Linked DNA regions of Triticum aestivum: region 2 is linked to region 1. A link is a contact called in public Hi-C data. All regions are on one chromosome and are shown on one strand. The core of a region is the stretch at or near the end of the contact, and the rest is flanking DNA. Distances in the headings are between cores, read along the strand shown. Region 1 holds the start of LOC123055738. Region 2 holds the start of LOC123052440 (G-type lectin S-receptor-like serine/threonine-protein kinase At2g19130).

Region 1 (5,693 bases), core at 798-3,297:
CATCACTATCAGCATTGTAGAATATATTGCAAGCCTGTTAAACGAACAAATAAGCAGGCTAACAATGTAAAATATTTGATGGCGATGAATGTCAGGATGAGCGAAGGTGGACCAAAAAAAGATAAGAAACTGATGTATTGAGTTAGAGGAAATTTGCAACAATGGATGACAGGAATTCAAACATATCAAGGGCATTTATTTACATTCAGATGTCAATTTTTAAAAAGAGTCAGCTCCCGAAATATAAACCAGACATTTAAATTCAGTATCTTTTGAATTCATGAATTTGTTTTGGGTATCAAGAAGAGTGGAATCAAATCTTCAAAACACAAGAAGTACGACAAATAATCAACAATGATTCACAGCAAAATTGCACAGTATCCTCACCTGCTACTGGTACCTCCCCTCTACATCACCACCCGGGGCAACTGCCGCCACCACTTCCGCCGTGGCCATCTTTTGGATCTCGTCGCCGATGGCTAAACCCCTGAGCAGGATCCTGGATAACATATGCGGCGTCACCGCCGCCAGCTCGTGCTTGACTGGGACAAGGTGTCCTCACAGGTGCTTCCACCCCAATCCTCACCCTGCATGCACAGAATGAAAATGACAAGACGAGCGCATCATGAATTAAGCAACTATAAATGTAACCTACACTGATATTAGTGTCCTAATATTTGACCACATATCCCAACTGAATCTGTAAGGTACCCTACAAAATCAGGAACACACGCATATACATGCAAATTCCTCTGGTTTATCTGTAACATGCTATAACTTCTTATACTCTGCTTCATGTGTCAATTGGCAGAATGTTCGCTAAATCACTGATTTTTAAAGATGCAAGTACATCTGAGCCATTTAGTAGTATCAGCTATAACTACATATCATAACACTAAATGCAGAATCATCTAGATCTCAAGGTGCAGTACTTGTTTAAGATATCTTTTCTTATCAGTGCCTGCAATGTTTATGCCTACACTAATAAGTCCAGTTTTCAGTCACATTGAGCATGTAACACTCCAAATCGACATACCTTTTGATCCAGCCTGGAGCTTTAGGATCCATTGCGCCTACCGACTGCTTGGAGGCTGGCAGCAAGACCTCCATCCCAGCATCGGCCACGCCCTCCGCCGCACAGATCTGGCCATCCACGCTTAACACCGGCACCTCAGGTTGCTGCTCAGCAGCCGTCGTCGCTGCTACTCCTGCATCAGGATGTCACTGTCGTTCACATCCTCTAGGAGCGTGAATCTGGCAATCGGTATGAGCAAACACGGGATTGATCACTGTTGAGGGGTCTTACAGTGCAGCAGTGGCGTGGCACGTCAATCATTCCAACCAAATAGTTTTTAAGAAGACAAAAGGCCTCATGCCTGGCTAATAACCCTGTCATAGCATTCCAACTGGATATGTGTGACTGTAAACAAGTAAATATTGTTCAATTGTTCAAGAGATCAAACAAATCAACAACACCTCTGTAATGATAAAAGTATAAACTTGCAATTTAACATGAGACTATAGTTGACTCGCGTTGATAAGAAACCAAGAAGACCTTGGCATGAGAGAACAATAAAATGCTGCTGCTTTGATAAGGAATAGTGACACAGATAACTGAACGACTGAACCCAAGAACCTTCTAAAGTCCTTTTAAAAAGCAAGTAATTCCAGAAAATGATAACCGAGGAATTAATACAAATAAAATGAGATCGTTTTTGTCATCTTTCTAATTTGCTGGTCTCAGCAGCTAAAGGTCCATCCTAGATATTGCATTATATAACCACATGAGTAATTGCAATTGCCTTGACCAGGAGAAAGAGAATATATAAGCTTGTCGGTTCATGGCAGCCATGAGCTTCACATCATCCTAAAACTCTACAATATCACATCATGCTTGGTGAAAATAATATGCTAAAATATTCAGTTTGGAAATCACAACACTTCGAATGGACAGAAGAATTATTGTTAGATAGTAAGGTCCCGTTCGGCAAACCACTGCTCCTTGAAATACCAGGATCTGCGGAGCTACTGTTTGCTCGCTCCAACATTTTAAGCTACTGCTTCGTCCGCTCCGGGAGCAGAGTCGTGGAGCCGGAGGGACTCCGAACAGGCCTTAAGCCTAAATTTATTCTGTTTTTGGAAGGGAACAGAGAATAGGGAAATGTACAGTGCTTGGTAGATGCAGTTTGATAGGAAACAAGTACGTACTGCTCTTAATACTTACTTAAACAACAGTACAGACAACGTCATAGGAAATCAGTTATGCAAAAAAGAAAATGGCCAAATCTATATAGCCTGTTCGTAGTTTCATTCTTGTTAATTGCAGACGCATGGCAGGTTGTACAAGACATTCTCTTAGAATTAGATTTACTTTCAAGTGTCTTGTTGTAGTCAATTATCACAAATACATACTATGTAAAAACCTAGCTAGATCCAAATCTCCAGGACAGCAAGGTACCAACATAACAAGACTAACCCAAAATTTATTTGGAACCTAGCTAGACCTGAGAATCTACTCCACGAGAAGAAACCAACAACCTATTTACAAAAACCTAGCCAGTACTTGACTCCTCTCCTGAAACGGGAAGGGAGAGAGGCCACCAAATGGTACAGGAACATAACAGGAGAAGAAGCTCACCAGACTGTGGCGGGCGTGGTCGCTGGAAGCAGAGGCGGAGCGAGCACAGTTGATGCGAAGACCAACTTCGGGAATGAGGGGGCCATCTTCTTCCTCCCCCGTGGCCTCCATGTCCTCCTCTTCTTCCTCCCCCATGACCTCTTCTCCGTCCTCCCCCACGACCTACACTCTAGGGTTATCTGTGCGGGCGCAAGCGGGGGCGTAGAGCTGCGACTAGGGCGGGAAATCGGTAGAGTGGGGCGAGGTGGAGTCCCGTCTATTGATGGCGGCGCCGGAGACGGCCATGCCCAGGAGGAATCGGCGGTGGCGGTGAAGGCGGCGGCGGCGGTGTATTGTGGAGAGAGAGACAGGAAAGCGAGAGGAGAAAGGGGATCGAGCGAGCTGTGCGGGAGCATGAACCTTGTTTTTCTTTTTGTCTTCTTGTGACGACGTGGCTAGCGCGAGAGTGCGCCCTTTGCGCCACCGTTAATGGGTTGTATGTTGAACCTCAATGGAATATGACAACAGTTGGAGCACCATCTCCGTCACCCCTCAAAAAAAAAGGAGGCTTCGTGCACGCCCCGTGCCGCAATAGCCCTTACTCGTGCAAAAGGCGGCACACGACCATTGCGGATGCCAACTAATAGCAATTTTATCTCTATAGTTTTTAGCCATTGCCCTCGGGAAGCCAATATGGCGGCGGATCTGCTAGCTAAGAACTCGGAGGTGTCTCGAACAATTGTTTGAAAATCAAAGCCCCCGGGTTTCTTAGTGGATGTTTTAACAAACGATGTATCTTTATTCTCACATGAAATATAAACCGCCATGATGGCATTTTCCTAAAAAAAACTAATAGCAATGGTCTAGTAACAAACGACTGAATGGCAGGACAAAATACAAGGGATCGGTTGATGTATTTGCATGTTTTTTTTTTGCACAATGCATAAAGAAATATTTGCTTGTTTGTGTAAATTTTGCACATTGCTCTGTTCATGGGTGCAACTGAGCGACACAAACCAATTCGGACATGGAAAGAAACAATGGATTCCTGTCTCAGATGAAACGACACATCCCTGCGGCACACTGAATTTTAGGCAGCGGGGCTTTCAGTCGATTAATCCGTTCGTCACTATCCTTCCAGTGATGCGGCAACCTCTTTCTCATCTTCAAAGTAGTCTTTCCTGCAAAGAAAATCGACACAAACTGTGGCATCTTACTTTTCTGAGACATGAAGCAGCAAATGGGAAAACACGAATCAACTTCGTGACAAACCTTATTTTACGGGAAAGCTGATACAAGCCTGTGCCGGCCATTGCAACGTTTACACTGAAAAGGTTCCAGTTTTTCTGGAAGATTATAACATTACCAAGGATGAGATAAGCAACGTTATAATGGAAAGCACCACAGAATAAGAACAATGGGTGCTCCAACAGAAATAAAGATCTTATATGTCTCAATGCCGCCCATTGCTGTTCAGGAACACTTTCAGAGCAAGGTCAATAAGAAATCAATATGATAGTTAATAACAAGGAGAGTGATTGTTCCTTACTGAGGTCTGGGGTTCAAGGGTACTCAAAAAATGAAAGGAGAAGGCTTAGGAATATTAAATATTCAACAAGAAGCTGAGCATCAACAGCCAGTCCAGGGAGTACTTAAAAAGGTATCATATCAGAAGATCCATGCAACAAACAATATCTTTTTAGCACGAAATGTTACAGATTAAATGTACTGAACAAGTATCAATGGCTTACCGGTGTAATGACCATGCTGTAGCGTGACCAGATGATTCCAGTGCAAGCAACAGCTGCACGCGATACAACAGAAGTAGCATGTGAGAAGTACACAAGGATTGCGTAGTAAACAAGTGGGCATGTTGTCTGGAACACAAGTGCAGAATTGCCTGGCATGGACATACCAACTTGCTGAGGATAGGATATCTTTTCCGGTGGCTTGGCGAAATCGGCAATGTTCGCAATGCTGATACCCCATTTAAATGTTGGAGCCCAAAAATGAACTGCAATGTAGGTATATTGTCTCAGTATCTTAGGTGCAATAACTTGTTAAATGCACTATCCAATAGATTTCCATTACATACATGGTTAAATGCACCATCCAGCAGATTTCGATTACATTTTAGTGCAAAACCACAAAATTTGGCATTTGACATGGTCCATGATTCACAATACTGACCAATAACACATTTTCCACGATGCAAACTAGTGTAATGCTAAGTTGAGTATCGCATAGCCAATAATGCAGCTCAAGCATGGGAAGACCTTACATAAAGTTGGTAAAAGCTGGTGAAGAAGCAGGAGACCATCTAACTCTCTAAGGAGAAGATGTTGTCTCGGGGCGTGAGAAAACATCAGTATTTACCACTATATCACTTTAATCCCTAACTTATTATCACAAGAACGCAAGATCTTTGCAAGCCTTTTCTTAGTACTCCCTCCGTCCGGAAATACTTGTCCTAAAAATGGATAAAATGGATGAATCTATAACTAAAATAAGTCTAGATACAACCATTTCTAGGACAAGTATTTCCGGAAGGAGGGAGTACGAGTTTACCAGGGGGAAATTCAGATACGAGAGCAAATGAAAAATGTGCAATTGGCAAGAGGATGAACAATTCAGTTCCATGGTGAGCTAAAGGACATCGACTATGTACTCTTTATGTGCCCCATCGCTAAGTTTGTTTGGAGCTGTATGAGAGATACATTCGTTTGGCAGGGAGTTCCCCACTCCCTATTGTACTTTGTGAGGGACATTTTCAAATCAAGTATGTTGATAAAATATCTGGCCATAGCCACTATGGCTAATCAGAACAGAACAGAAGAAGTTCTTGGCTAACTCGCTGATGCATTATAATACATATTTTTACTCCCACGCAGTGCAGCAATGTAGATGTCTACTCAGCGAAAGTAAGCAGAAGGTGGAACTGGCTAGTACCAGAATCAAATGGGTCATCAGCGAATTGCACCATGAAGCGCAGTGGTTGTCTGCAGGAGGGGTCTGAAAAATTGCCGTTTCTAGGTTTTTTTTCAGGTTTTATCTGTGATGTCATTAATCTGTCTTA
Region 2 (5,954 bases), core at 2,183-4,682, 310 kb after region 1:
TTGCAAGCTACAGAGGAAATGTACCAGCAAGAGCGAGCTACAGAGCAACTGAAACTGAAGCATGTTCATTTCAGTCTGCATTGGAGCTTCTGCACTACTAGGATATATGCCTTGGACTGAATCTGATTACTAGTAGGAAGGATGTACTACTGCAATGCAAGCAATCTTGGACATGGTTAATTAAGACTGTTGTTGATTTGTCAAGTTTATATATCTCAACCCAGAGCACACACATTTCACACGAAAGCCTGACATAAGAAATACAAACTGGAGTAATACTAGCAAACATGCAATTGATTGTTCGGTTGTTCATCATTAGTCAGCACCCAGATTATGACAGTAGTCAGTAGATAATACTCCAAAGGAGTGTGTGCGCTGTAGTCTAGACCCAAATAATAGTACAGAATTAATTCCTGCTGCAAGAACAAGAAAAATGTGCAAATTTCAGACCAAGTGGTACTGAATAGTATCGGAGTTCAATCTACAGGGGAGCCCGGCCACTCCAGGATGCCGCCCAGCTCAAGTCACCGGTCATGGGGCAGCGTGCGGATGGGTCATGGAGGCTGCCGACGTGCTGATGGTGCAGTTCGCGCTGTCGCCGCGGCGACGGAGAGCTCCTGCAGGCCGAGGCCACCCACGCCATGTCCGGCCACTCGCCCTACTCGTCCGCCGCACACCGCAAGTGGGCACCGGCGTCTACCGCGGCTGCTTTTTGTGCCTCCTCTTCAGTAGCGGCAGCCCCAACTCCACTTTCCTGCTCGATGCCGCCGGCAGGGGCAAGGACGCCACCGCGCACACCCAGGACATCGAGGAGGTTGAGGAGGAGGCGGTGGTCGTCTTTATTGTGGTGCGGGGTCCCGAGGAAGCCGTGGCGCCGCGGAGGAGGAGGCGGAGCATGCCGGGCCGGTGCCGCTGGTGGTGGTGGTGGAGGAAGGGGATCGGCGGCGAGAGGGAGCGTTGTGGACGGGAGAGTTTTTTTTTTATTTGTGGCGATTTTACAAAAAAAAAAAACCTTGGTTCCCGGGTAAGATGACGTGGCAGTCAAGCGGCCAAGTGGGTGACTGGACAAGTGCCACATCAACAAATACGTAGAGCAAAGCGTAGAATGGACCGTACGTGACCCTAAAACAAGTTTAGTAATTGTATTTCGGGTATTTCTAACTACAGAGACTAAATTGGCCACCGACGCAAGTTATAGCGGTTTCGCCGCGCCGAGCTCGGTGAACCAGATTCTCCCGACCCCGATGCGCCTGCGGAAGAGCAGGAGGCTCATTCCACGGGATCCCCGGCCCTATAATGAATTTTTCTCTTCGGAAAATATCAAGAATGCCCTGGCTCCCCTCCTCTCACTCGCGTGCTGATGTCTCCTCCATTTCGTTTCTATCCGTCCACCACCTTTAACGCTACTTAATGCTGGGCCCGTATCATAAAAGCTCTTGAATGGCCGAGCAGGACAGGGCACTACCTGAAACATGATTTACCCAGGAATCAGGGAATAAGAAAGAGGTTGTATCTAGCCTTGTTATTAGGCTGGCCATAGTGGGGGTAACATAACTACTCCATCCTTTCCGGTTTATAGGGCTCAATTCAAAAATCTCACCAACCAAGGTAGATGGTGTGTGATGAAATACTTTTTGTAGTTTGTAAAAGCACCCAATTAATGCTCTTGTTTTTCTAAAAAAATATGTTTACCAATGCATTAATTGCAATGCATGCATGCATAAAGTACATACATTGGTCAATTTTCTCTTAATACTTGCATGTAATGATTTAATGCATCTTGGAATCTGAATATGTGATGGGAACAACCAAATTGAGCCTTATAAAATGAAAAAACTAAAATTTTGAGATAAGCCTTATAAACCGGAAAGGAGGGAGTAGTATCATGTACTTGGGACTCGCAAACATGCTTACGTGGCAGATAATTAAAGAAGAGAGAAAGGGTCATAGTAAGAGCAAGGTTAATAGTAAAGCCTGCTGCCGGCTCTATAGCAACGCCATGTCATCTATAGCCCGCATTTGAAAAACCTCGTATAGTAGAACGGCTGTAGTATTAGCTATACATTTAATGCATGCATGTTGTGCTGAGGCAAAGGAAAGTCCAAGGATTGGCTGGGAGGAGCTAAACGCCGTCCATAGCGCTCGCACAGGCTGCATGCAGGCTCCATTCCCTCGTTTCCTGTGCTATCGCTCAGCTACTGATGAAGCGCCGGCTTGGTTCTCTCTCCTTACTTCTCTCTCCTTCAGCTATGATTTTGCTGATGTGGAAGATGTTATAGCCTGCTGACTAGTCTCTATTATACTTGCTCTAACATAGATAGATACCGTAACATAATAAATATTATGCTGCTATGTGTCATGCATGACAATAAATGAGACCATCTATGATACTATTTTATCATACTATGCACTATGAATGTAGTATTATACACTAATATCATATGCATGATACCAGTATATGTTACTCCCCACTATGACCAGCCTTATTACCAGTCAAACACGGCCATCACGCTCCTTTCCCCGACCGGTCATTTTGCCCCGAGTTTGGGCCCCATGTAACCAGTAAATACCTCTGGAGCTCGACACATATGTGGACTGGCTCTGCGCTTATCCGTCTCTGCGCTCAGTTACTGAGGTGCGTGTATAAACCCTACAGCTGGAAAGAAGGAAAAGGTGATCAGAGACCTTCAGTGGAGACTGCGATCACGGATGATTATTAACATGACTTTGAAAAATCGCAACCTTGAACTGACTGCACTGTAAATCGAACAAGACAATTCAAAATTCTGGTGTTCACCCAGACCAGGTAGATACCCGTTCTAGAAGAGAGAGAGAGATAGACGAACAGCAGCAAAGCTGCAAGATCTGCCTGGCCATCTTCCAGAGGAGTCGTGCAGGTTGTTGAATTCTGGAAGTAACCTAAAAAAAGTTCTGCAACTTTGAGTATTCGCAAGATGACAAGTCAGTCTTAAAATATTTGCGGCCAAAGATCTGCCATCGTTTAAATATTCCAAGTCAAAGCCGGAAACCCACTTTTCTGGCTTCCCACCATTTTTCTCCCTTTTTTTAGTCGCCGACAGTCAGCATCATGGCAAGAGTCAGATATTGGCATTTTCTGTTCACTAATATTAATCAATGAAGAGAAAATAGTACTCTATGACACAATAAACCCTATGGCACAAAACAGTACTTCATCCAGTGGAATAATAATAATTAAAGAAGGGAAAGTGACATACATCGCTACCATCATAGCTATGCTACCTCGGATTGCAACTGCAATTGAAGTGAGGTGACACAACATAAATCAAGCAAGGAAAAGAAAACACGTTAACCATGTGCCATAAATTCTAACACAAGATTCTAGTACTCCTACTATTCTGTTAATTCATCTATACAATTCAGCAGCAGCAGCAGCAGCAGGGCGTGTGGCTCTCAATCAGCCTTTGCTGCTGCTGTACCAGGTCAAAGAGGGCTGCTTATTTAATCAACCCTGTAGCTCACCAGGCTCAGAAACCTGTGTCCAACCACAGCCACGAGTGGCTCCAAAGTTCAGGCTCCCATCCTCGCTCAAGCCCTTGCTATTCTTCTAAGCTCCCATCCATGATCCATGGATCCATTCTTCTTCCTCCTCCTATTCGGCCAAACCCTGCTCTGCACAGCCGGCGACACCATCAACTCCGCCACACCCTTGTCTGGGTCACAGAAGATCGTGTCCCCGGGCAACAAGTTCACCGTGGGCTTCTACTCCCCATCGCAGAGTAACACCACCTCATCCACCTCCAGCAATTACTACATAGCCATATGGTACAGCAACATACCAGTGCTCACCACCGTGTGGAACACCGACAAGCCGGTGTCCGACCCGGCCACCGCCTCCTTGGAAATCGCCCGCAACGGCAACCTTGTCCTCCTTGATCAAGCCAAGAACCGGCTGCTATGGTCGACCAATGTAAGTATAGCCTCCAACTCCACCATGGCCACCATCAAGGACAGCGGTAGCCTTGAACTCACCGATGCCTCCGATGCATCGATAGTTTATTGGCGAAGCATAGACCATCCCACAAACACCTGGCTTCCGCGGGGCAAGCTCGGGCTGAACAAGACCACGGGTCTGAGCCAGAGGCTTATTCCTTGGAAGAACAGCCTAGACCCATCTCCTGGGTTGTCCTCTCTTGAGCTAGACCCCAACGGCACAACACAGTACTTCATCCAGTGGAATGAATCCATAAACTACTGGACCAGTGGCCCCTGGAACGGCAATATCTTCAGCCTTGTGCCAGAGATGACGGCCAATTTCAGATACGACTTCCAATTCGTCGACAACGCCACAGAAAGCTATTTCTACTACTCGATGAAGGATGATGCAGTCATCTCGCGGTTCATCATGGACGTGACCGGACAGATCAAGCAGCTGACATGGGTGGAATACTCACAGCAGTGGATCTTGTTCTGGTCACAGCCGCGGAGGCAGTGTGAGGTGTATGCACTCTGTGGGGCATATGGTAGCTGCAGTGAGGCTGCGCTGCCGTACTGCAACTGCGTCAAGGGGTTCAGCCAGAAGGTCCAGAGTGATTGGGATCTTCAGGATTACAGTGGTGGGTGCAGGAGGAACGTACCATTGCAGTGCCAGATCAACTCGAGCTCCGCACAGACCAAGCCTGATAAGTTCTATACCATGGCAGGCGTGAGGCTACCTGACAATGCTCGGGGTGCAGTGGGCGCCAGCTTGAAAGAATGTGAGCAGGTTTGTCTGAAAAGCTGTTCATGCGATGCTTACACTTACAATACAACTGGCTGTTTTATTTGGTCTGGGGACCTGGTGAACCTCCAAGAACAGTACAGTGGAAATGGAGTTGGCACACTATTCCTCAGGCTTGCAGCATCCGAGCTGCAAGACCCAAAAAAGAACAAGGCAGTGATCATTGGTGCAGTTGTTGGTGGAGTTGCTGCAATTCTGATAATCCTTGCCATTGTGTTTTTCTTCCTATATCAGAAATATCGCCGAGATAGGACTCTTCGGATATCAAAGACTGCTGGGGGCACGTTGATTGCCTTCAGGTACAGTGATTTGCAGCATGTCACCAGCAACTTCTCAGAGAAGCTGGGGGGAGGTGCCTTCGGCTCGGTGTTCAAGGGGAAGCTCCCAGATTCAACTGCTATTGCTGTGAAAAGGCTCGATGGGTTTCATCAAGGGGAGAAGCAATTCCGTGCTGAGGTAAGCACTATTGGGACAACCCAGCATGTTAATTTGGTCCGCCTTCTTGGGTTCTGTTCTGAAGGGTCAAGGAGGCTGCTTGTGTATGAGTACATGCAAAAGGGCTCCCTGGAAGTGCAACTCTTCCCTGGTGAGGCAACTGCATTGAGCTGGGCCATTAGGTACCAAATTGCACTTGGAACAGCAAGAGGCCTAAACTACCTGCATGAAAAATGTAGGGATTGCATCATACACTGCGATGTCAAGCCAGATAACATTCTATTGGATGATTCCTTTGTACCAAAAGTATCCGACTTTGGCCTAGCAAAGCTCTTAGGCCGGGACTTCAGCCGTGTTTTAACGACGATGAGAGGAACAAGGGGTTACCTTGCACCTGAATGGATCAGTGGCGTGCCCATAACCGCGAAGGCAGATGTATTCAGCTATGGCATGATGCTCCTTGAAATCATATCAGGCAGGAGGAATTCTGATCATGGAGAGGAGGGCAGGTCCACTTTCTTCCCAACCTTGGCTGCAAGCAAGCTCCATGAAGGGGATGTGCAGACCTTGTTGGACCCTAGGCTGAAAGGAGATGCAAATCCTGACGAGCTCACAAGAGCTTGTAAGGTTGCTTGTTGGTGCATCCAAGATGATGAAAGCACTAGACCCACGACAGGTCAGATTGTCCAAATCCTAGAGGGGTTTCTAGATGTGAATATGCCTCCCGTTCCCAGGTCACTGAGAGCTCTTGGTGAAAGCC

What was found. A called contact is a pair of places that touch in the nucleus more often than the background predicts.
Region 2: a Hi-C map of leaf shows a contact between it and region 1, with 6 times the contacts expected there. The contact joins the promoter of LOC123052440 here to the promoter of LOC123055738 in region 1. A contact is called at or near these places in 2 of 5 Hi-C or Micro-C datasets (leaf and an unstated tissue) and 1 of 1 datasets of contacts at active chromatin or transcription factors (leaf).

The regions. Positions count from the first base shown.
Region 1 is chr2D:181,614,710-181,620,402 of IWGSC CS RefSeq v2.1, forward strand. It overlaps LOC123055738, which reads right to left and starts at 2,048. Exons shown (of 6, transcript XM_044479623.1): 1 at 1,994-2,048; 2 at 1,037-1,208; 3 at 563-587; 4 at 1-34. The coding sequence starts at 2,048. It overlaps LOC123052439 (mitochondrial pyruvate carrier 4), which reads right to left. Exons shown (of 5, transcript XM_044475615.1): 3 at 4,369-4,631; 4 at 3,890-3,963; 5 at 3,477-3,798. The coding sequence ends at 3,747.
Region 2 is chr2D:181,922,104-181,928,057 of IWGSC CS RefSeq v2.1, forward strand. It overlaps LOC123052440 (G-type lectin S-receptor-like serine/threonine-protein kinase At2g19130), which reads left to right and starts at 3,433. Exons shown (of 1, transcript XM_044475617.1): 1 at 3,433-5,954. The coding sequence starts at 3,608.